Regions from separate parts of the Ovis aries genome. Here region 1 is linked to region 2. Evidence: chromatin contacts called from public Hi-C data. All regions are on one chromosome and are shown on one strand. The core of a region is the stretch at or near the end of the contact, and the rest is flanking DNA. Distances in the headings are between cores, read along the strand shown.

The links. Hi-C and Micro-C count contacts between places; a contact is called where the count stands out from the background.
Region 1: a contact with region 2 is called in a Hi-C map of tail adipose tissue, with 10 times the contacts expected there. The contact joins the promoter of RXFP3 here to the enhancer-like site in region 2. A contact is called at or near these places in 7 of 16 Hi-C or Micro-C datasets (hypothalamus, liver, mixed tissues and 3 more).

What each region holds. Positions count from the first base shown.
Region 1 is chr16:39,987,913-39,994,892 of ARS-UI_Ramb_v3.0, reverse strand. It overlaps RXFP3 (relaxin family peptide receptor 3), which reads left to right and starts at 5,663. Exons shown (of 1, transcript XM_042233902.2): 1 at 5,663-6,980. The coding sequence starts at 6,238.
Region 2 is chr16:39,843,225-39,850,852 of ARS-UI_Ramb_v3.0, reverse strand. No RefSeq gene overlaps it. Among named protein-coding and RNA genes, the nearest start is that of C1QTNF3, 38 kb to the left of the region's middle. Within about 2 kb of position 4,487, at least 13 of the 54 cell types and tissues checked have an H3K27ac peak or open chromatin away from gene starts, as enhancers often do. A contact at or near this core is called in liver, where this site is marked.

The sequences.
Region 1 (6,980 bases), core at 4,414-6,913, 140 kb before region 2:
TAGGTTGCCCTACAAACAAGCAAAGCAGCTTCAAAGAGAGGCCACTAGGGAAATCACAGGAGCTGATACTTTCAAGTACTTGTCAAGTTGGCAAATAGGGAACTGGTATGTGCCAAGGGGAGATGGGCAGGGCACTGGCAACATCCACTACACCTACGCAAATCCCTCCAGTAACTTCGTGTTGAGTTTGGAATGAAATCTGGACTCTCAGTCATGGCATCCCAGACTGATCTGACTCTTGCCTACCCTGGTCTCCGGTGCCATTCCTGCCAGCATGATCTCCCATCCAGAGGCAACTTTTGACTTTTTGCTCTTTGCCTGCTGGAACAATCTGCCTAAATCTGTTGGCCAACCCTTCTTTAGAGTTGGAGTAAGAGAACTTGCAACCACGGGCAGACATATTATCCTGGTGTTTTCCTTTTAAAGAATATTCTTCTGCTGGAACCCATGTAGACAAACTTGAATCCACATCTGTCTCTGCCTCCAAGGCAGAGGATGTGCAGAAAGTTGATGACTTTTGGCATGGGGTTGCATACTTGCCTGACCTGGAACTCAAACAAGCAGAAGGAAGAGATCTCGTGGGCAGTACAGGAGCCGTGACCCCAGCTGCTGACTAAGGGCAACAGGATGAGCCAGTAGGTCACTGAAAATGTGGGCAAGACACAGCAGTGCCTATTGTACTATATGGGAATGGCTGCTGCTTCACTTCAAACTCTTGGAATTCCTGAGAATGCTAATTTCTACAAGATTTCTTTAGGTTGGTAGCACGACTTTGGTTTAGCATTTTGGTAGGTAGAAGCAGTTCTAGTAGCTTTGACTTGGTCTTTCCTACCAAAGTAACAAAGATAATTATTAATTCCATTGGAGACAGAAAGCTATGGAAGGAAAGAATAGCTCTCATATACTCTATGGCTCAGTTGTTAATGTTTGCATGGTCATTGCAGTGTAAATGCTGGGGACGGATCTTTCAAAAGTATAATACAACAAAATTGGAAGGTGTCAGAAGGCTGGCAGAACTATAAGGACAGTGTGTGTCAGAAAAAAAAGCTAAACTTTCACTGTCCATGGTAATGAGTAAAAAGTGCATGCCTAAAATGAAAAAATAAAGTAGCAATACAAGCATGTCGATCAGAATTATGCAGTACATAGCAAATGAATCAAAAGATTTGAATGTGCTTCTGGGCAGAAGAAATATGGAGGGCCCAGCTGCAAGGGAGCTGCAATTTTTTTATAATAAGCCCTGCAGAACTACAGATCTTGCTCTTAACAAATGATTCCCATTTTATTGGTGTAAGGGCAGCACTCAGCATCAATATTTTGTAATTAATTTTATTTTTTGGCTGCTTTAGGTCTCCAGTGCTGTGTGCAGGCTTTCTCTAGTCGTGGCAAATGGGGCTACTCTCTGCTGTGGTGCAAGGGCTTCCCATTGCATTGGCTTCTCTTGCTGTGCCCCACGGGCTCCAGGCGGAAGGGTTTCAGTAATTGTGGCACGTAGTCTCAGTAGCTGTGAACCTAAGCGTGGGCTTAGTTGCTCCAGGGCATGTGGAATCTTCCCAGACTGGGGACTGAACCCATGTCCCCTGCATTGGCAGGTGGATTCTTAACCACTGGACCACCAGGGAAGTCCTCAGCATCAGTATTTTTAAGTGGCTTTAGTATGCAGGTGGCTTTATAGATGGAGGTATAGCTTAGGCTTCCCCAGTGGCTCAGCAGGTAAAGAATCTGCCTGCAGTGCAGGAGACACAGGAGACATGGGTTCAGTCCCTGAGTTGAGAAGATCCCTCGGAGAAGGAAATGGCAACCTGCTCCAGTATTCTTGCTTGAAAAATTCCATGGATAGAGGAACCTGATGGGCTACAGTCCATGGGGGGCCGAAAGAGTCGGACACAACTGAGCACACACACATGCACCTCATTGACAACACATTCATTAATACTCTTAAGATAGAGAAAATTTGGGGATATATTCATACTCACATCTCCTCCTCTCCCTGGTGGCTCAGATGGTAAAGCGCCTGTCTACAATGCAGGAGACCCGGGTTAGATCCCTGGGTCGGGAAGATCCCCTGGAGAAGGAAATGGCAATCCACTCCAGTACTATTGCCTGGAAAATCCCATGGACAGGGGGAGCCTGGTAGGCTACAGTCCATGGAGTCAGAAAGAGTCAGACACGACTGAGTGACTTCACTTTTCACACTCACATAGCGTAGGAAAAAATGAAACATGTTTTAAATAAATCAATTATCCTGGAGTTAGACTTGGATATTCTATAGGAGTGGATAGTTAAGAAAAACTTCTAAGTTATCTTTTAAAGGCACTGCCTTAGTAGGAAGATTGCATCTGAATGCAGAGTCCAGTCTATAAATGTGTCCTGTGCTCATACATGTGAAAAGCCTGGGCTCAGCACTAAGGGCAAACAGCAACGATACACATCCTGCTCTGCAAGACTGACACTTGAAATATTCAGAAAGAGTCACAGCACTCCTTGATCGGAGGCATGCCTTAAGAGATGTGCTGATAGAGGGCTCAAAGATACTCGAGAGGGGAAAGGATCAATACCTAGTTTTCAGAGAATTCAGAAAGCTTCCCAAAAAACAGTAATCTTTTACTAGTAATATTAAGCAGTACAAGTAACATCGAAATACGTTGAATTTGGGGAAAAGAGAGAAGAGAATAGAGGAAGAACTTTCATAAGAACATTTTTAAGCAAAGACACTGACTTGCGGATTCATAGCAATAAAACTTAACAATTAGACTCATGGGGCAAGGGAAGGAAGCATAGCTAGTTTATTAAAAACAGACAACTACAAAAGCTTCTCTTTTAATTTTTCCACAGGGTTGATCCTTATAAATCTATGTACACTTTGAAAATTTGTCAGTTTTCCAAATTTTCCATTAGGAATCTTTATGGGAAGATTTTGGTAATATTTTAACAATATACCTAAATGATATTTGGCCATAACTGATTTGCCTCTCTCTTTGAACATATTAGATGCTGTCTGAGGAAAACATGGCCCATGATTTTAAGAAATACGGTCTAAAATATCTTAAGGTCATATTGAAAAAGAACTTATTTGAAAAGAGACTGTCTTGCTTCCATAACACAGACTTACTTAAGTGATACTATAAATTCCTGCACACAACCTGTACTTTATTTTCAGAGAACACAGATTTGGAAATGAAGAGCATTTTAGGCTCAGAAGCACTCCAGCAGCGTTCTCTGGGAGTCGCACTTGGGAGTAGCCTCTCCTGGGGCCTCAGTCTGTCTTGCCGGCCAAGTACTTAAGGCCTGGCAGATCTCAGGAGCACCTGGTCCCCCCATCCTACAATGAAGGAAATGTCATTGTTGGATCTAAATGTGATTATTAAGGAATTCAGCAAGACCTCCTTTTCTTTCTTTGCTTCCAATCCTAGTGTGTGATCAACCAACATTGAAAATTAAGATTTCTTTGGGACTTAAATGTTTTCACATGGAGAGCTTAGAGAATGAATAAAAATTAATCCAAATATTCCCAAATTTGGGGGAAAATCAGTATCAAACCTGGAAGAATGTTTTCACGTATAGACTGTTGGGCCCCTTGCCAACTCCAATTCGGAGAATAAGAATCTCTGTGACCACATGGGGCTGGGAGGAGAGCTGCAACTTATATTTTAGGAAGCTCCCCCTCCCCACCCAACCCCCTCACCCCCGACTCAGATGTCACCTGCTCAGTACTTATCCTCAGAATATTTGAAAACCACAATTCCTCCATGTACACAGGAGGAAACTGAGGCAAAGGGCTCTCAGGGTATACCCTAGGCTTCCTTGTTTTTCAACAGCACCTTGAATTATTTTTAAACTTTTTTAACTAAAGGAGAAAGAAAAATTTGATGGCGAAAAAGCTAGCAAAAATTGGAGTGAGAACTGAGCTTGAACAAGAGGCTACTTACACAGGGATAAAGAGGTGTACACAGAGGCAACTTGTGCGTCTTATTGGTTCAGAGAAGGGCTGAGCTTCTTCAGATTACAGCTTCTCAAAGGAAGTGGTTTGCCTTGGTTTCTGTTTTCCCTGGTGGCTCAGTGGTAAAGAATCCGGCCGCAATGTAGGAGCTGCAAGAGATTGAGGTTCGATCCCTGGTTCGAAAAGATCCCCTGGAGAAGGGAATGGCAGCCCTCTCCAGTAGTTTTGGCTGGGAAATCCCCTGGACAGAGGAGCCTGGCGGGCTACAGTCCACGGAGTTGCTACAGTCCATGCAGTTGCTGAGTCGGACACAACCGAACTAACACTTGTTTTTATTAAAACTCTCGCGCCCCCTAGCGGGTAAATGGAGCAATACCGAGACTATAGTGAAGGTGTTCTCTGGAACTGTGTTCTGGTTTTGGAATCAAGATGTTTCCTTTTCTCTCCGTTTGTTTTGCATGAAGTGAAGTGCAAGTCCCTCAGTCGTCTTCGACTCTTTGCGACCCCATGAACCAAACAATCCATGGAATTCTCCAGGCCAGAATGCTGGAGTGGGTAGCCTTTCCCTTCTCCAGGGGAGCTTCCCGACACAGGAATCGAACCGGAATCTCCTGCACTGCAGGCAGATTCATTACCAACTGAGCTATATTATACCATGTTCCCTTTTCAGTATGCTTTTCTGTCTCCTCTGCTTTAAAGTCGCAACCTTTTTATCTCTGTAAGTAAAGTCAGGCGCTCTGCAAGAGTGAGGACAATTACGTTTAATAAACTTTTGTTTCTGTTTAGTCCAGCACAATGAGAAAAACATTTCAAATTTCTTAAGTGTTTCCTAAGAAGCGTACATTTTACACCAGAGCAGTTGATCTGGCACTTAAACTGCAACTTAAGAAGTGACTCAAATGGTTTATATTGATTCCCTTTGCCCAAAGGAACTTAGAAGAGTCCTTCAAATTTACTTCCATTGGTCTGAAGCAAACAAACAAGCAAACAACACCTGGTTAAGAGTTCTGATTATAATAGTAGTATGGGTACTGGTGCCAAAAACAGCCCTATGAAAACCTCTTTTCCAACTGCATCAGAGTAAAGAGAGTGTGGTTGAATGTGAGTAAACAATCTGTTAAAGAGCTGTGGGCTGAGAGCTAAGCATCTAGTGCCTGTGAGGTTAGCGCACCAGTTACATGTTTTGCTTAGCTTCAGTTCTCAGAATACACCAAAGCAGATACCAACACCTGAACCCACAGTTCTGTTACGTGAAGACGCTTTGAAAATCCTGACAACCACAGACGCCAATTACAGTGGTCATCTATTACTAAGGGAAAGTGGAGCTGGCGTTTGGGTATTCAGTAAGAGCCCACCATCTGATTTAATGTATGGGCATGAAAAGAGACAAATATTGTTGCTTTAAAAAAGAAAAATGGGCAGAAGACTGTGCATTTGGAAGTGAGAAAGAAAAAAATTCTCCTAATTATGTTGGGGGATGAGGAAGGAAAAGCGATCGCAAATCAAAGCCGACTTTCTCCAGCAACAGAGGGAAATAAAGGGCTTTACGACCTTTTGAAACTGAAAAGGGAGACTGGCCCCGCGGCGTGGCGCGTGCGACGAAGTTCAGCACCTCGGAAAGCGCCCCCTCTCCTGGCGCTGGGGTTACGCATGCTCTTCGGGAGCCCGCAGCCTCCGCTGTGCGGGTGGAAATACAACTCGCGGCAACGCGGCTGGCAACTCACTGCGAGTCGACAGCAGCGGAGAGACGGAGATGCGAGGCAGTGAGGCCGGCATCGAAAGCCCTCCAGAGAGTTTCAGCGAAGTAGACAGAACTCTCTTCAGAAACCTCGTCGGAGCAGCTGCGGAGGAAACCTACAAAGGTATTTGAAAGGGAAAGAGCGGGCCCCCAGGAGCGGTCTGGATCTGCAGGGAGGGAACGCGCTAGTGCCCAAGCGACAGCAGGAAACGCTAGGGGCAAAAAAATCTGAGTCTTTACAGTAGAGACCCGCAGACGCCAGCCTTGGCCGGACAACCTTTCGACGCCGTTCGCTCGCCTTGGGAGCTGTGCGTCTCTACTCTAGAATACCCCTCCAGAACCGACGCTCGGCGCCCATTTTCACGCCCAAGGCCAAGCTCCGCGCGCCGGGGACGCGCCTGGCGCCCTGTTCCTAGGCGCTCTCTTCCACAGCTACTTTGAAAGCCCCCGCGCGCGCCGGAACCCCGGAAGAGCCGGACTCCCCTTAGGAGCTATCTCCCGAAACATGACCTAGAGGCGCCAGCGCGGGCAGGTGGCCGCGGCAGCCGCTCCAGCCACCATGAATAAGGCAGCTGGCGGGGACGAGCTCACAGAACTCATCGGTCGGGTCCCGGACCTTCTGCAGGCGGCTAACTTCAGCGGCAACGCGTCGCTGCAGCTCCAGGACTTGTGGTGGGAGCTGGGGCTGGAGTTGCCTGACGGCGCGGCGCCGGGGCACCCCCCGAGCGGCGGCGGGGCGGAGAGCGCGGACCCCGAGGCCCGGGTGCGCATCCTCGTCAGCGTGGTGTACTGGGTGGTTTGCGCACTGGGGCTGACCGGCAACCTGCTGGTGCTCTATCTGATGAAGAGCAAGCAGGGCTGGCGCAAGTCCTCCATCAACCTCTTCGTCACCAACCTGGCGCTGACGGACTTCCAGTTCGTGCTCACTCTGCCCTTCTGGGCCGTGGAAAACGCCCTTGACTTCAAATGGCCCTTCGGCAAGGCCATGTGTAAGATCGTATCCATAGTGACGTCCATGAACATGTATGCCAGCGTTTTCTTTCTCACCTCCATGAGCGTGGCGCGCTACCACTCGGTGGCCTCGGCTCTTAAGAGCCACCAGACCCGAGGGTACGGCCGGGGCGACTGCTGCGGCCGGAGCCTGGGGGACAGCTGCTGCTTCTCCGTCAAAGCACTGTGCGCGATGATCTGGGCCTCCGCCGCGCTGGCCTCGCTGCCCAACGCCGTCTTCTCCACCACGGTCAAGGTGATGGGGGAGGAGCTGTGCCTGGTGCGCTTCCCCGACAGGTTGCTGGGCCGCGA
Region 2 (7,628 bases), core at 3,238-5,737:
TTAAGTTAGGGTATTGAGATCGATTATCCAAGTGAGCCCTGAATCAACTGATAAGTGTCCTCATGAGAGATACAAAGAGGAGCCAAAACAGAAGAAAAGGAGGCAAAGTGACCACAGGGGCAGACACTGGAGCGATGCAGCCTCAACCCAGGGAAGCCAAGGCCTGCTGCGCGAGCTCCCAGAAGCGGGAGCAGGCAGGAAAGTGTTCTCCCCTAGAGCCGCTGGGAGGAAGGGGGTGTGGCCTCACTGGCAGCTTGGTTTCCAACTTCTGACCTCCAGGACCAGAAGAGAATCGATTTCCCTTAAGTCACTGCTGCTGCTAAGTCACTTCAGTCGTGTCCGACTCTGTGTGACCCCATAGATGGCAGCCCACCAGGCTCCCCCATCCCTGGGATTCTCCAGGCAAGAACACTGGAGTGGGTTGCCATTTCCTTCTCCAATGCATGAAAGTGAAAAGTGAAAGGGAAGTTGCTCAGTCGTGTGCCGGCGACGGAATGAAACACCAACACTGCAGAGTAGTTTAAATCTTTATATTTTTAACACTAGCTTCTTACAGCTGCTTTATTTTATATCCCTTGCACAACAACCTACAGGGCAAGCTGCCAAGCACTATGATTCAGAGACTATATAGTGCGCAGGCGCAGGGCGAGATAACCTTTACCTTGACTTATTTACTGCAGCTAAGACTTTGTTTTGGGGAACTTCCTTATCAACTTAGAATCCGTTTTGTCCCAGGGTCTGTTCCTTTTGAGGAATCAGAGAAACATCCTTGTGTGCAAGAAATGTTCTTTTCCCATGGGAACAAACAGGATTCTTAGCTGAACATCTCGTTTGCAAGAATGTTCAGCCCTGGTTGAGAGTCTCGTTTGCAAGCACTTCTCAACCTTCTTTATACCTTGTTCCCTACAGTCGTGTCTGACTCTTCGCAACCCCATGGACCGCAGCCTACCAGGCTCCTCTGTCCATGGGATTTTCCAGGCACTAAGTGTGGGGTAATCTGTTAAGGCAGCCACAGGAATCTAATACAGTCCACTGTTGAAATTCTGTCATTTGTCGTTATTTCTGCTCTTGTTCTGAATAAACAGTCACTTCCACACCTCCTTGTGTATTCATAGTCTTGTACTGTTTTTCTTAAAGATGGCTCTCCAAGCTTCCCAAGCGCTAAACTCCGCAAGCCTGGGTTGGTGCTGTAGCGTGCATACACAGGTGATGAGAAACGTAAACCCAGTCACCTTTGGGGGTGTCTTTCCTCTCTAGAGTCGGACAAGAAGAATCCAAAGAGCCAACATTTGGAAAGAGGAACTCTAGATACGGTTCTTTCCTAGTCAGCCTGAGGGGTGACTCCATTTGAAGACACGCAGCTCCATTTCTTCTGAGCTAAGTGAAGAAGCAGGAATGTTTTGCCTCAGTCTCTAGGCCACGGCTCTTAGCTTCCTTCTCTTGTTTCCATGGTTGAGCCCTGCGGAAATCCCATACTTGGCCTTGCAAGCTGTATGCTCACAAGGCACAGGCCCCCACCATTCTCAGAAACTCCCCAAAGGCCCAGCACCCTCAGCCATCACCAGGAGGCTGGCTTCTCTCCACTGGGCCACTTGCTTCCCCAACTCCCAGCACCCGCCTCTTCTCAAACTGAAGCCTGTCTGGGAGCTGGTCCCCGCCATGTTATTACTACTTTTCAGTTGGTCACACTGAGGTCTTTGAGGTAAAGCAACCGGCCTGACCCCTCCCTGGTGGTGAGTACAGCAGTATGTCAGAGAGGAGTGGACCTAGCTAACCTTCCAGGGGCCCTTTGTCCCTCCTGGGACCCCTCCTGGCACTTTAAACTTGAAGAGTCGGGGTCTTCAAGTCCAGACAAGTCTCCCCTCAAGCGTCACAGCATCTTGGACACCTCAGCATTTTCCCACCCTACAGGATGAAGTCTGAGGGGACACGACATTTGTCAGCAACACTCACCACCCTGGGACATGTCATCTCCTACTGGCCTTTGCCTGGACAGTTTGAGGGAAAACACGCTTGGGGAGAAAAAGACAACCATGCCTGGCTGAAGGAACAGTCCTTGGCAAGCTGCCTGCCTGAGTAAAACTTGTTTTTCCTCCAGGTCAGTGAAGCAGTCACCTGACAGAAGTCACCAGTTGCTGGAAGCTTCTGGAAGTTGGAGATGAACTCCTCGTATTCTTTCTTTAAAAATGGCCCTCTACTATTAATAATTCTGGTTGTGTTTCTGTTATTTCACAGAGGTGAAAAAAACACAAAAAACCAAGAGTGTTTCCCTTAAAAATATCTGTTAGTTCCTTTCATGTTTTCGTCACCATTTCCTAGGTCTTTTTTTCAGCCCTTCAGGGCCCCGGTCTGCTAGCTGCTCTTATGTCCAAATAAATTCTCTGTCTCTCCCCTGCAGTCCTCACTCCATGGGACTCCCAGAAAGCCCTTCCGACATCCCCAATTTCAAAACAGCCTTCCCTGCTCAGGCGGAGTACGCAGGGCCAAGGACTTGGGCCTCTGATATCCTGGCCAATTAAGGTTGCGGGTTCTTCAACAAAATCCACATGGTTCAAGGCAGACGATTTCCAAGCCTTGCCCTGGACCACTCCTCCCGTCCCGCACTGTGCATTAAAAATGACCCATAGGTAGTTTAATTGCCGTGCTGATGGCACTCTCATGCTGCCTTGCACTTTTCCTTTTGTTGTTCAGGTGCTAAGTCATGTCCAACTCTTTGCGACCCCATTAACTGCAGCATGCCAGGCTTCCCTGTCCTTCACCTTCTCCTGGAGTTTGCTCAAATTCATGTCCATTAAGTTGGTGATGCCCTCCTAACATCTCATCCTCTGTTGTCCCCTTCTCCTCCTGCCATCAATCTTTCCCAGCATCAGGGTCTTTTTAAATGAGTTGGCTCTTCACATTTTTCCTGTTACAAACATTTAGTCTGTAAAAGATAAATATTGGAATGTGACTCTGTTTTCAGACCCCATTTGGAATTGCTCCTGTTTCTAATAGACTCATTTTAAATACCTTGAAATAAAATCCTCATGATGCCTGAGACTCAGCCCCAAGTGCTCAGTACAGGGTGGACCAAAAGGCCCGATTTTCAGCAGTGCTCAGCACTCCTCTGGATCCCCGCCCCCACAGACGGTGGACACTGGTCGGGAGAGTTCTTTCTGGGCCCGAGGCAGTCCTGGTTCCAGGATCCAGGGAAGATGGAGCTGAGCTGGGTGAGTTTCCTCAGCCTTTGTTTCCTCTTACCTTTCACTTTGGTGTTTCCCTTCACAGTTTGCAAACTGCCTCCTGAGCTCTTCTGTTTTATTCTCCAAATAGCCCTGATAGGGTAGAAACTGACCCTCAGGGTTGAGGGGTGGGGGGCGGCGGATAACTGGCTTCCTCGGGCTTCCCTCACTGGCTGGTGCAAAGCAAGACTGGAATCAGGTGTCCTGACTCCACATTCAGTGCTCAGGTGCTCACAACAATGGCAGGCCTCTATGGAGCGCCTACTGTGTATGGAGCATGGTTCTCAAAGCTGATTGCATTAACCTCAATCAACCATAGAGGGAGAGCTCTTGGTTTGGCTCGGGTTCTTCCAAAGGAGACCTTGAGGGGAGAACTCAAGAGGAGGCTGTTTGTTCAGAAGGGGGTCTTGGAAAGCAAGCTGAGAAAAGCTGGAACGTGAGGGGTGAGACACACATACCACTCACTGAGGTAACTGGAGCTTATTCCTGCTGAGGAAAGGGTAGAATCTGCACGGGACACACAGTCACAATGGGCCAAGGGGGCCGGGGTTTGGACACACCCACCTGAGCAGTCATTGTTCGGGGGCTGCTGTCCTGTTAGCGGATGAGGACAGGGTGCTTAGATGTGGAGAGCTGGCTTTGACATCCAGAAAGAGCAAAGACCTCAGGGAGGGGTATCCTGAAGGGATTAAGGGGTGGCACTAGAGCTGCATCTGCTATGGTCCTACTACTGGCTGTATTAGAATTTTAGAGACAGAAGCACAGAGAGAGAGTCCAAGCCTCCTACTCAGGTCACACACACACACACACACACACACACACACACACACAGTAGGTGGCAGGGCTGGGATTCAAGCAGTCAGATGAGAGCCTGTGCTCTTAGCCACCCAGGAATTCCATGTGCTTTTCATTTCCCAGCCTCCAGCCCCACCCTGACCCCCCTCCTCCAGCCTCAGGGGCCCCAAGCTCCTCTATCTCTTGACCCCTTCCTCTCCACACAATTGCAGGACAGGGGTTCAGTTTCACGGGGATCAGAATCCCCAGGTGCTGTTCAATTATAGCCCGAGTGTCCACAGCCCCAAAGGTCTAAGGAGAGCGGGAACTTGCGTTTCTATTAATTCCCAGGTGAAGCTGCTGCAGGCCAGGCCCGGGCTTTGGGGACCTTTGCCCCACACTCGGGAACAGACTGCTACCTCCTGCCCCGCCCCAGGTGTGTGGGTCTGAGGAACAGAAAGCTGGAGATGAAAGGGAAGACAGAGTTCCTAGGCTCAGGTCACAGGTCCGGATGACAAAACCAGATCACGATGATAGCACTAGGTTCCCATGGGCTCAGTGATGTGCCCACGCTCCCCTCTGGGGTCTGAGCACTGTCACAAGATGAAGTGATGGGTTCCAGGCAGAGGAGGGAAGAGATCTCTCTTGCTGCTTCCTTGGGGATCTGTCCTGGATGTGAAGGGCAGGAGGCAGAGATTAGAGGAGCAGAGTGAGCGTCCCCCCACTGGCCACTGGGGAAAACACTGGCATGGCTTCAGTCCCCTCAAGGGCCAGGCTCACAGTAACCCATCTGCAAGGGTCTCTGTGGGAAAGAAAGTCAAGTAAGGAGAATGGGAGGGTGCAGGAGAGCTGAGGGTTAGAGGGCAGTGTTTGCTCAATATGTTTACTGACTTTGTCCCTGTGATCTTCAAACAAAGGGCTGATTCATTTAGCTGAGTTTTTTTTAAGTCAGTTAAAATGGTTATTTAGCACCTCATAAACTAAACAGCCAGTGGACTGAACTTCTCAACAAATTCTGACATTGAATATATTAGTTATGATTCAAAGGTATTTATAGGCATTAATATGTGGCAGGCAGGGATGCCAGGCCCTGGGGAAACGCTTGTGAACCAAAAACCCCTGCTCATTTTGACCAACTGAAAATCCAATGTGTGTGTGTGAGCCCACTTCATTGTTTAGGATGTGCAGCCCTTCCTGTTCCACCTCCTTCATTACCCAAATTCCCTTTGCATCTTTGCAGTGTTTGCAGTCTTGGCCTCCTAAACACAAGAATGACGCTCATTCTGTCTGTGTGCAACAAAATCACGCTGCCCAAACTGTCATCTTCTGTGTTTCTTTGGGCTCCACCAGGATGTTGAATTACCCAAACCATACAGCATATGTTCGGCAAAGATACTGTTGTAAACAAACATCTCCACCACAGCTGAGCAGAAAGCTGAAAAAAATGAATTCAGTCTGGAATTGCTCAAAAGAGATGAATTTTCATAAACTGGAGTGGGAGGAGACGATTTACTGGATTGGAAAATGGTTTGGCGGCACTCTAATGTAGTTACCGTTGGGTGACAGCGCCCTCTGTTAGTTTCTTTAAGGAAAACAGGCAGGGTTTGAGAGCATGGTGATAGGAGAGCTGCTGCTGCTGCTGCTGCTGCTGCTGCTGCTGCTGCTGCTGCTGCTGCTAAGTCGCTTCAGTCATGTCTGACTATGTGCGACCCCACAGATGGCAGCCCACCAGGCTCCCCCATCCCTGGGATTCTCCAAGCAAGAACACTGGAGTGGGTTGCCATGTCCTTCTCCAATGCATGAAAGTGAAAAGTGAAAGGGAAGTCACTCAGTCGTGTCTGACTCTTGGTGACCCCATGGACTGCAGCCCACCAGGCTCCTCTGTCCATGGGATTTTCCAGGCAAGAGCACTACACACACTAAAATGTTGGTTCTGGTGGAAAAAGGCCTGTGGTTTGTTTGTGGGATTTGTCAGAGTGTTGAGGTACCAGTCTGTCCGGATATTCTCATATTCAGTCCATCAGGTGTGAGAGCCACCCCGTCAGTCAGAACTGCCTTCCCAAGTGTTTATTCTCAGGCTTCTCAGAACTCCTTTTTGGAACCTTACCTGTATCTTACCTTCTGAGGATGGTGGCCTGAGGCCTTGGGATTCTGTAAGATCATCGTGCTTCAGGACTGATGGATACAAACAGACTAAAGAGGCTCCTCCTCCCTGACAACATTATCGGTCCAAAGACAGTAATCGGTAACTTGGGGGGAGGGCGGAGGGCGCCTTGCAGCTTGTGGAATCTGTTTAAAATTGCCATTCAAGAGTGTTCTGAAGAACAAATTGCCGGCTGTCCTGTCATTTGGCAAAGAGCTCATTTACTTCAATGAACATTTAAGGTGTAGAGTATGAATCTGGCAGACAATGTGGCAAGGTAGAAAGTTCCCAGGGTCCAATACCGCCAGAGGGACATGTAGAACCTGTGTAGCGGCAGAACAAAATGGAGCTCAAGCACACGAGGCCTTCTGCGAGTGCAGCTTGCCTGTCTTCAGAAGGATTCCAAGAGGCCCTGCGTCCACTGGTGCAGGCTCACCCAGTGGCGCAGCGGTCAAAAAGAATCCACCTGCAATGCAGGAGACGCAGGGGATGCCAGTTCGATCCCTGGGTCGGGAAGATCCCTTGGAGGAAGAAATGCAAGACACCCCAATATTCTTGCCTGGAAAAATCTCTCGGACAGAGAAGCCTGGCAGCAACAGTCCATGGGGTCAGAAAAGAGTCAGATACGGCTGAGCGCAGCACACAGCACGTTTCCCTGACCAGGGCTTGAACAAGTGCCCTCCGCAGTGAAAGTGCAGAGTCCCAACCAGCGGACCGCCGGAGAACTTGCTGTGGGCTACTGCTTGAGGCAATGACCCAGTCTCTGCTGTCTGTCTAGAGATTCTGAGTAGGAAAGGAATTTCAGGCCAAGAAGAAGGGAGAGAGATGTCATACCTCATTGACCAAGGGAAGTAACACTTCAATATGATTTCCTCAAATTAGAACAGTAGGCAGGAATGACTATAGTGATGGGTCATGAACATTTCAGAAAAACATCTTGTTTGTTAAGAGTGGTAATTAAACAAGGAGGACATCGGACAGATGTGGCTCTAATGTGGTGATGACTTACTTAAGAAACCAAAATCTAAGCCTGTAAATGCCTCAAGGTTCCAAAGTAAAACACTAAGAACAACCAAATGTATGGTTTCTCCAGTAATCATGTGTGGACGTGAGAGGTGGACCATAAAGAAAGCTGAGCACAGAAGAACGATGCTTTTGAGCTGTGGTACTGGAGAAGACTCTTGAGAGTCCCTTGGACTGCAAGGAGATCAAACCAGTCAATCCTAAAAAGGAAATCAGACCTGAATATTTATTGGAAGGACTGATGCTGAAGCTGAAGCTTCAATACTTTTGGCCATTTGATGGAAAGAGTCAACTCATTGGAAAAGACCCTGATACTGGGAAAGATTGAAGGCAGGAGGAGAAGGGAGCGACAGAGGATGATATGGTTGGATAGCATCATTGACTCAATAGACATGAGTTTGAGCAAACTCTGGGAGATGGTGAAGGACAGGGAAGCCCGACATGCTGCAGTCCATGGAGTTGCAAAT